Regions from separate parts of the Mus musculus genome. Here region 2 is linked to region 1. The links are chromatin contacts, called in public Hi-C maps. All regions are on one chromosome and are shown on one strand. Each heading gives the region's core, a stretch centred on a gene start, on an enhancer-like site or on the middle of the called end of the contact. The rest is flanking DNA. Distances are from core to core; before and after follow the strand shown. Region 1 has its middle 180 kb from the start of A330102I10Rik. Region 2 overlaps Cdkal1 (CDK5 regulatory subunit associated protein 1-like 1).

Region 1 (4,924 bases), core at 1,717-4,216:
TAAAACATTAGAAGAATAATTATTACAATAGCAAAATGGCTTAGCCCTTCTGCTGGGATTCAGTTTTTTTTTTTTTTTTTGGTTTGTTTTTGTTTTTGTTTTTCTTCTCCCGTTTACTATGTGTCTCTGAAACTTTTCCCTCACATCTTCATAGAACAAATAACTATCTCTGTGCATCTTACACTTCAAGTTGAGAACGTTCTGTATGGTATTACATACAGAGTTACCCCCACCATCACCTCCATGTCTGGGTAATTTTTACTGTTGCTGAAGAGAGCAAAATATTACTTCTAGAAACCCAGCAGGCATTTTATTAAACGATTGTACCAGCTGGGGACAAATGATTGCCTTTCTTGAGACTTCCTTTCAGAATTGGATGTTTTCATCTCGGCAGGAAGGACCAGTTAGGGTTCTTCTCTAGGTGGGTTTTTCAGCAAGTCCACCCAGTCCCAAATCATAACCAGCGTTCAAAGCCATTGGCTGCCGTTTCCACACCCAGGTATGATTACTTTAAGCTTGGGAAGTGATTTCACCACCTCCTTTTCCTCTGTTGCAGGCTCTGGATTATTTATGAAGGCACAAAGGGAGAGAGAGACACATTGGACAAAATTCAAATGTGATATATGTACACGCCCCTTCTTTGGCTGTGATTTGTGCAAAATCACATCCAGGCTATAGCCACAGCCCCTGGGGCTCATCTCTGTTCTGAGGTACAAGAAGCTGGCAACGCGCTTTTCACACAGGACAAAGCCATGCTGGCTGTTGATTCTAAAGGCCCCATCATCCAGACTCTTGTGCTGTTATTGGAAAAAAACATGAGACTGGCCAAAAGCAGCTCAGGTCACATTATCAGGTAATATCTCCATTCTGTATATTTAGTTGGAAAATAAAGCCTATCAGGACAGTGTAATTTAGAAGGGTGGAGCGAGCCACATAATTTCCAGGGCAGGGGAAGAGAGTGCTGTTTGGGGCATTTTTAGTGGAACTGATCTGCTCTGGCAGTAATTTCCAGCTTCTCCCTGCACCAACACCCCTTCCCCGCCTGCTTTAATAATGGAAAAAAATACAGCCCAAGACCCTGACCGTCCAAAAGCAACTGCTGGAAACCCTGCCTGTTGATCACTTATTAGAACTTGTTTACTGCTTAGTGTCTTGCGAGGTATGTGTTTGTTAGGAAAATTAAGTGCCTCCCTGTAGCAATGTTAATTAGACTAGGCTTGTTCAACTCCAGGGAGGGGTGTTTTTGGGTCATTCCATCCCTTCAAAGTCTGCTATGCCTTTTGACTTAGTTGCTTAAAAAAAAGGAAAGAAAGAAAGAGAGAGAGAGAGAGAGAGAGAGAGAGAGAGAGAGAGGAAGGAAGGAAGGAAGGAAGGAAGGAAGGAAGGAAGGAAGGAAGGAAGGAAGGAAGGAAGGAAGGAAAAAGAGAAACAGAAAAAGCCCTCGATGTAATTGTGTGAGTTGGGAACCCAGATCCCTGCCCTGAGCTTGTAGATGCTCAAAGGAGCCAGAAGGGGAATGAAACCGAGATAACATTTCAATGTTGCAGCGGGGTTCAAGGCGGGAACACGTTAGAACACAGTCTGGGATGCTGTTTCAGTAGCTCCGTCATCATGCGTGTTTCCACCATCTCCAGCATCATAAGGGGGTAGAGCTGAGTGTGGTTGCGATTTTCCTCTGTGAAACACAAGTTCCCAGTGAAAGTGAGTGGCCCCTATGACATGCTAGTGACTCTTCATTGTCAACTCAGCTGGATTTAGTATCACCATGGAAACACACCTCTGGATGTGTCAGTGAGAGTTTTTTCCAGGAAACTTTAACACAGTAGGGACGCCCCACCCTGAGTGTGAATGGCACTATCCATGGGGCCTCTGACCAAACAAAAGGGAGAAATGAGAACCAGCAACATCCATCTCTCTCTCTCTGTTTCTTGATTGTGGACACAGTGCCACCGGCTACCACAAGATCCTGCCACCATGCCTTCTCCTCCGTGACTGAGTGTGACCTTACACTGTTGAGACAGAGTAAACCTTCCTTACTCATGTCACTTTTGTCAGGCACTTTGTCATAGCAACACAATGGAAACTTACACAACTGACTTCTCCATTTACCCCAGCTGCCTGATGGGACACCTTTCCTCTTCACTTGCAATCTTCCTTCCTACCCAAACAGTTCTCCATCACGACCCCCATTAACACACCTCTGTCCTGGTCCAGAACCATTACACAGGTCTCAGTGGTGGGTCTGGAGGAAGGTCTTTATACTTACGATACGGAACTACAGAAGTTCAACACTTCTTCAGTAGTTGAATCAGAATCCCTTGGGGGTCAGCCATGGTATTAGGCTCTAGATCCTCACATGACGTGAGTTTGTGGGCTGTACCCATGGGTTTGGTGATAAGGGTGAAGTGAAGGCCTCACTTAGTCTGTGGGCCTCAACTGTGTGCGGACTCCTATCTGGTTTTGTCAAAGAAGCCATTGTTCGAGTTTGATAACACTTGTGTCACCAGTAATGTGGATTTTAATTGGTAAGAGCATGATGGTACTATTTCCTGGTCATCCTCACTGCGAAATCCTGTAGGGAGGTGAAATGTTCATAGTTATGGCACAGGTATCTCTGGGTTCCCAGTCATAATGCCTTCAAAACATTACCAAAATGTTTCTCCAGGGATAGAAGTTCTTTGATTGACTCAAATAAAACAGCCTGCACTTGACATCATAAAAAGAAGTGTTTCTTCATGAAATATGAACTTCAACCAAACTGTGTGTTGCATCTCAGCCAGAGCCTATGTCCTCCACTGAAGAAGTTATTAGAGAAAAAGGCCAACCTTCCATTTGGACGGTCACCAATCAGATTAGCAATTCCTCTTAGAAGGAAAAACAGCAGAGGCAGTTATGTGCGGAGACTTTGACTGAACTCGGGCCTAGGATGTGACAGGTCCTGTCAGTTGTCACTTCACTGGGTCAAGGCCTGATCAGAACCTGTGCTCTGTCTAATCCAGGGCTTCAGGTTGGTATTTCTTCCCTGAATGACCTCTCTGTAGTTTGTGGTTTTGCTCAGTGAAGGTTTTTCCAGAAGCCAATGTGAGAAGCATGGGTTCTAAGAGCTTCTTTGATGAGAACCTTAAAATGATCTGGCATCCAAAATGTTTGGAAAACTTATCAGACTTTAATCCCTACTTGGGGATTCATAACAAACACAGAAGGCCTTCTTAAGCTCGGGTCATGTGGAGTTTCTCAAACACATGTGACTCCAGAATGTCTTTTTTCTTGCCAGCTACACGGAGAGAGACGTGTTCTGGAAAACACTGACACAACAGCAAACATTGGATCTAAGAGGCTGTGTCTGTGTCTCCACTCACTTTCTGATTGATCCTATCAGGAAGATATCAATGAGTCTCCATTATCTACATATAGAATGACTCTACACTACACTGGTCCGATCTGTCTGTCATGCAGTGAGAAATAAATGCCAATGCCAACAGCTCTAAGATAATGACAGGGGCCAGTGAGAGGGCACAGCACATAAACTCTTGCCACACAATCCTGATGACTTGAGCTTGACCCCTGGGACCTAAAGGACACTGACTCTTTAGAGCTGTCCTCTGCCATCCACACATGTGTGTCTATTCTCCAATCACACATCATACACACTATAATAATTAGTAATAATAAGCAAAGTAATGGGCTATTAAAATATTAATTTATATATGTATATGCCATAGATACAAAGAGCCAGCTTACTACAGCCTTTTCAGTAAAGCTGGTCCATGGCTTTGTTTTATAAATAAAGTTTTATTAGAACACAGCCATGCTCGTTTATTTACACATCATCTATGCCTAAGGATGGGCTGCAGTGGCAGAGCTGAACAATTGAAGCAGATGAACAATTCCTCCCAGGAAAGTGAAAGGCAAAGGCAGTTGCAACTGGCAAGGAACAAAATGTGCTTTTTCCTGTGTGGTTTGTAGAGACCCCCCAAAGTGTTTGCTGTTTGGCTGTTCACTGGAAAACAGAAAGAAAAACAAAAATGTGCTGACCCCTGACTTGTAATAAAGGATAATATATAGTCAAGGACGTGTTGTATCTATGGGAAGCGGAGTGACAGCGATGACTCTGTCATGTGGTACACATGGATAAAGCCCTGGCCTGATCCTTGGCTGGGGATAACTCCATCCTGCTCACCCAGGAGAGCACCAGCAAAACGGTGAAGGTGCTGCACAAACCTTCTCCTGATGATAACTTGCAACAAACCTTCTCCCGATGGTAACTTGGACGATTAACATGCCTGGGTACATGTCACAAAATCTGGAAAAGTTCCCAGTCCACCATAATTAAAAGGAGAAGTCAAAGAACATGCAACTCCAGGCGTTTAGAAGAAGCTTTGTGGCAGTTTAATGTAAACCCACCATTTGTGAGTTACCGCTGAAAGGGTGGTGTCTGTGTGAGGTTCTTGAAAACGTTAGGAAACAGGTGAGGTAGCTCAACGGGAAGAGGTGATTGCCACCAAGCCTAATGACCTGAGTTCAATTCCCAGGACCTCCAAGAGTTATCCTTTGACTCCCACCCGAGAAAGAGAGAGAGAGAGAGAGACAGAGAGACAGAGAGACAGAGATAGAGAGAGACAGACAGAGAGAGAGACAGAGAGACAGAGAGAGAGAGAGAGAACACGCTAGGGACTAGAAACAAATAGTCATATACCAGATCAATTGTTGAAAGATGAACAAATATGGAAAATCACAGTGACATTTCCAAACATTTCACCCTTAGGTGTTCTACTAAGGGATCATGATAGTTAAAATACCCAGAGAATCTGCATCCCAACATTCATTTTACTAATTTTCTAGAGCTTAGTAGCATAAACTCAACCCGCTTGCTTCATGCTCACAGCCTAAGAATACAAACAGCAAGAACCAGAAGGCATCCACC
Region 2 (4,924 bases), core at 917-3,416, 580 kb before region 1:
GTTAACGATTAACTTGAGGTGAATTCATCCCCTCCCCCGTGTCCGTGTCCGTGTCCGTGTCCGTGTCCTGGTCCGTGTCCGTGTGTGTGCTGTATGTCTGAGATTAACCTTAGGTATTTCACACAGTTGTTCTCCATCTTATGTTTTGAGGCAGAGTGTCTAATGGAACCTGTAGCTTACTGATTTGTAGACTGTGTGGCCTTGAGATCCCAGGTGTCCTTCAGTCTCCCTCTCCCCAGTGTTCAGTTACAGGCAAACACTACCATGTACAGCTTTTTAAACAGCAGTTCTAAGGATTGAATTCAGGTTCCCAGCCATTGCCTCAGCCTAAGAAGAACTTCTGTATGGAGTCTTTGACTCTAAGACTGTTGTCTTAGATTTATCTTTTTTTTGGGGGGGGGAGTTTTTAAAAATTTTTATTAAATATTTTCTTCATTTACATTTCAAATGCTATCCCCCTTTCTAGCTTCCTCTCCAAAAATCCCCTATACCTTTCCCCCTCCCCCTACTCCTCAACCCACCCACTCCCTCTTCCTGGCCCTGGCATTCCCCTATACTGGGGCATAGAATCTTTGCAAGACCAAGGACCTCTCCTCCCATTGATGATGGCCCACTAGGTCATCTTCTGCTACATATGCAGCTAGAGACATGAGTCCCACCGTGTGTTTTCTCTGATTGGTGGTTTAGTCTCAAGAAGTTCTGGGGGTACTGGTTAGTTCATATTGTTGTTCCTCCTATAGAGTAAGGTACTTACAGGTTCTTTGAGCATGGTTCCACAAGGTTGCTGTGGGTCCTTGTCGAGGCTAGGAAGTAACTTGCCTCTCTTGTCCTGAAGAGGTGAAAGCCTACTTTTTTTTTTTTTGGTCACAGTTGGTCTCCAGTTTCTTTCCTGAGGGATGTTATGACAACATTATGAGTCCTTGTGCCTTGGAGTCCCCTGGCCATGCTGGTAGCTCTGGGCTGTGAATGTCAGGACCTTTTTCTCTACCCAACTAAACCAGCTAGGGTACTTTCTGGATTGTACTTCTGGGTCATTTTGAGTCACAGGGAAGGACCGATGGTCTTTTGCCTGAGTCTGAGACACCATGATTATTTCTCACTGTGTGCATGTTTGTTTAATTTGCCTCAGTTCAGTTTTCATGCTCCTGCTGACACTGTCTCTCAGCTCACTGTCAGTGTCCCAGTCAAAGCTATTGTCACTCCCGTGTTGTCTGCTATTAACACCACAGCACTGGCTTACATTTGAACATCAACTTGTTTATAGTTTCTGTGAGTGAGAAAAAGCCACCAGATCTCTGCCAACAGAAGACAGGAAGGAATTGTTTGGGAAAGTTAACCTGGTACCTTAGGGTCTAGAGTGAGGGGTGACACAGCTCTGTGAGGAAAGAGAGACTGTCAGTGAGGTGCCTCAGCTCTGTAGCACACGTGCTGCTAACCTGAGCTGATGAAGTCCCACTTTTCTGGTGAGTTGTTCACGGTTAGCTCTGGTTATCATCCCCCATGTGTGGACTTGTTTTGTTTGCATTTATTTATGTGTCTCAGTTCTGTTTAGTCTGCTCTCTGCTGTTCTGGGGGCTTTGCTACCTGCCCAGCCCTTGGAGCTACTTTGGAATTGAGGGTACTACTGGCAGAATGGACTTTCTAGGGACATCAAATGAAACTTACTTTTTTTTTTTTCTTTTGAAAACGAGGACTGAGAGTGATGGGCATATAGGCCATGTGTTCCGTTGCTTGTCCTGTAAGCACAGAACAGACATGGATGGAATGATGGAAGGCAATTGCCTCGTGTGTGTTCCAGTGAGAAATTTGGTGACAAGAAAGTAGAAAATATACTTGAATTCATGGTTGACTTTTTTAAGGTATAGAAACAAAAAGGAACTTCCAGTTAGATCAGTTATTGCATTTGCAAAGAAGGAACAGAAAAGCACTTGAGAGGGAGCAAATCACTTTAAAAATGCAAAGCTGAATTGTGTAGTTATCTGAAACCTTTTTTGGAGAATAGTATTTTGCATATTTCATGATTACTGCCGCATCAACTGTTGCTTTGTTTTTGCCGGTTTCTGCAAGAGGAGGAGTGAAAGAGGTCAGTGTATTAAGAGCGGCAGCAGCTGGCTGACAGCACTGAATACTTACATAATTAAATATATGTGTTGGCCGCTGGCCTAACAGCTCTGTAGGCGGAGGCTCCGGAAGGCATGCAGAAACTTGCTTTAGCAGGATTGGAGAGGAACTCACCGTGATCTAAGCCCGATCTTTGAGCGAGAGTGATTTCCTGTTGTTTTGGTTTGAATGACATTCTCCTAAATCTTGTGTGTTTATAAACAGCCCAGAAAAGACTTTCTCCCTATTTTATTCTGCAAGTATGACAAACCTGATATTTCTTAATTTTTCCATAGAGTTGTTAATAGCTGATAATAGATAGAAAAAGAAAACAAACAAACAAACAAACCACATTTCCACTTAGCACATGCTATCCAAATATGGAATATTTATACTTTTGGGTATTCTTTGGAGCACACTAATGAAGTTAGTTGCCTAGATAGTACACTGACTTTTTTGAGGTTTGGGAAAATTGGTTAGAGTGGCAGTGGAGGAAAAATACAATCTTCAGGCAATATGTAGCCCAGCTTTTGGCTGGTGAATACTTTAGGATTTTGAGGTAATAGCCATGATATGAATCCTCCTCAGAGTTCATTTTCCTTTGTAACTTCATGATGAGTAGTAGAAAGAAGGGGTAGGCACAGTCCAGTGCTGGTTGGGTGTCCTCCCCTTATGGTAACTCTGTTATAAGATTCTTCTTGCCTGTGTCCCCTCAGCCCTCAGTGTCAGTGGCTCATACAGTGGAGGAAGGTGATCCTTGAACAAATGAATGGACTGACTTGTATATTTGCTTCTCTGGACATTTATTTTCCTGATCCCCTCTGCCCTCTGCCTCCATCATACAAATGTCTTCCTCTGTGGATTTTCTAAGAACCTTTTCTGTATCTCTTTCTTATTAGATTGTATTACTTTGCACTTAACTTCAGAAAATGTCATATAAAACCTAATAAATAGAGGCTTAAATAAGGTAGGGGGATTTAGTTTCCTGATATAGTGCCAACTCCACAGTTACCAAGTTGTTAGTTGGGTTTACCGGTTGTGGGATCTGAGAGGCTGAGGTGTTTGTATTATCAGTGGCTCTTTCCTTATGGTGTCAAACAGTTATGCTTCCCAGCTACAACACCTGTTTGCCCAAAAGTAGGAAGTAAAAGAGGACTATGCCAGGTGAAAGTACCTCTTTTTCAAAGGTGCTTTCTAGAAAGTTCTACTCAATACCAGTATTTGTCTCTCTTGTCTGGACCCTCAATGAGAGAACCACCTGCATGTGAAAGAGGCCAGGAGACGCAGTGTGATTTTCTTTCTTTTGGATGCAGTCCATTGTTGCTCTCAACAGATTTACAGCTCTGTAAGAAAGGAACAGAGTCTGTTTATTGGGGGCTGACTTGATGTCTCTCCTACAAGGTGTAAATGCTGCTGCAGTAAGGTGCACATTTCATTTCTCTCTCTCTTATTTACCAGGCCCAGAATGTTAGAGTTGGTTTTAAAAGTGTTTGCAAGCAGACCTTTTTGCCCTTACCTATAGTCAGACTAAGAAATACCATAGTTGATTGGCATTTGAGGAAGTTCCCTCATTCTGTTTATCCTTTGTGGTCTCTGGTGAAGTAATAGTAAAATGCACAGGAGAAGTTCATGGCTCTGATGTTGTACAATGCATTGAAACAAAATTGGGACTTGTACATATTTGGTACTCTTAACACCTACAGTGGCCACGGCTGTGAAGGATTCTGTAAGGAGAGTGTGTATGTCACTCCTGAGATTACACTGTCTCATACAAGCATCATAACCATGGCTTAGAAACTAGAAATTTGAAAAGAATATGGATGCCAGGAATGGAGTTTATACTATAGGGAGAACCAGTTATATGGGAGTTAAATTAATTTTAAGTTAAATGTTAGAAAACAGTATCTTGCACAATTGTAAAAACAAGTGACAGCTGAGAACAATGCTGCTTCTGTTCTGAAGATGAAACGTAAGCGTCTAGGTCTGACTTCAGCATGGAGAGTGAGGGAGAAGCAATGAAAACCTTTTCCAGGGAGAAGGCTTGCTGCTGTCTGCTGCCCTCGCATTGTGTCAGAGGGAAGTTAAGGTTGTAAATTCTGGTTTCACTGCCACCTTCACAGTTTGCCTTCTGTGTCCATGGCTGTGAGCTACTGAGTGTATTCATGTTAGGATGGCTGGGGTTTTCTTGTTCTAGGATGCTCTTCTCAAGGCCACTACATTCAGAAAGATACTGATGGAATCACATAGAAATTGTTTCGGGGGAAAAAACCCAAATGGAAGTGGTGACCAGGCCTTCTTTAACTGGCTGTTCTAGAAGTCAAAAGCGAGTGTGTCCTTTGTCCCAGCCAGCCTCTGTGTGTTCAGCCAGCCTCTGTGTGTTCAGCCAGCCTCTCTCTGTGTGTTCAGGCTGAGATACCGTGCCTGTAAGAGGGGTCAAGTGAAGAGGGATAGAAAGTTTAATTTAGTGCTTTCTTGAAGTGCCTGTCAATATTTTGTAATAGTTAGGAAAAAGACCTGTTTTTCTTTAAATGAGATCATGATTTGTGTCAGTATATTTATAGTATTTTAGTCATTCATAGCTGAAACTAAGTTACTCTTATAATATTCATTTTTACTGCCTTTAATAACATAGGATCATCAAGTAAAAATTTAAAACACTAATTAGCAAATCCCAAGAGTAAAGATGGTCGATATTGCATTGAGCAAATTCTTAGAAACTTTAAAATTTTCTCTTCTGGGCTTCATCATTTGTCATCATTTCAGTATTAAGTAAGGAAAATTTTGAAATATGCCACCTTGGTAATCAGCGGTGGGTAGTTTGAAT

What was found. Hi-C and Micro-C count contacts between places; a contact is called where the count stands out from the background.
Region 2: a Hi-C map of uterus shows a contact between it and region 1, with 4 times the contacts expected there. The contact joins two enhancer-like sites. A contact is called at or near these places in 1 of 484 Hi-C or Micro-C datasets (uterus) and 2 of 115 datasets of contacts at active chromatin or transcription factors (bone marrow-derived macrophages and embryonic stem cells).

What each region holds. Positions count from the first base shown.
Region 1 is chr13:29,190,888-29,195,811 of GRCm38.p6, reverse strand. It overlaps a transcript of Cdkal1 not described here. Among named protein-coding and RNA genes, the nearest start is that of A330102I10Rik, 180 kb to the right of the region's middle. Within about 2 kb of position 2,966, at least 3 of the 459 cell types and tissues checked have an H3K27ac peak or open chromatin away from gene starts, as enhancers often do. A contact at or near this core is called in uterus, where this site is marked.
Region 2 is chr13:29,767,058-29,771,981 of GRCm38.p6, reverse strand. The region is part of intron 5 of Cdkal1 (CDK5 regulatory subunit associated protein 1-like 1); the gene reads left to right. Among named protein-coding and RNA genes, the nearest start is that of Cdkal1, 86 kb to the left of the region's middle. Within about 2 kb of position 2,166, at least 115 of the 459 cell types and tissues checked have an H3K27ac peak or open chromatin away from gene starts, as enhancers often do. A contact at or near this core is called in uterus, where this site is marked.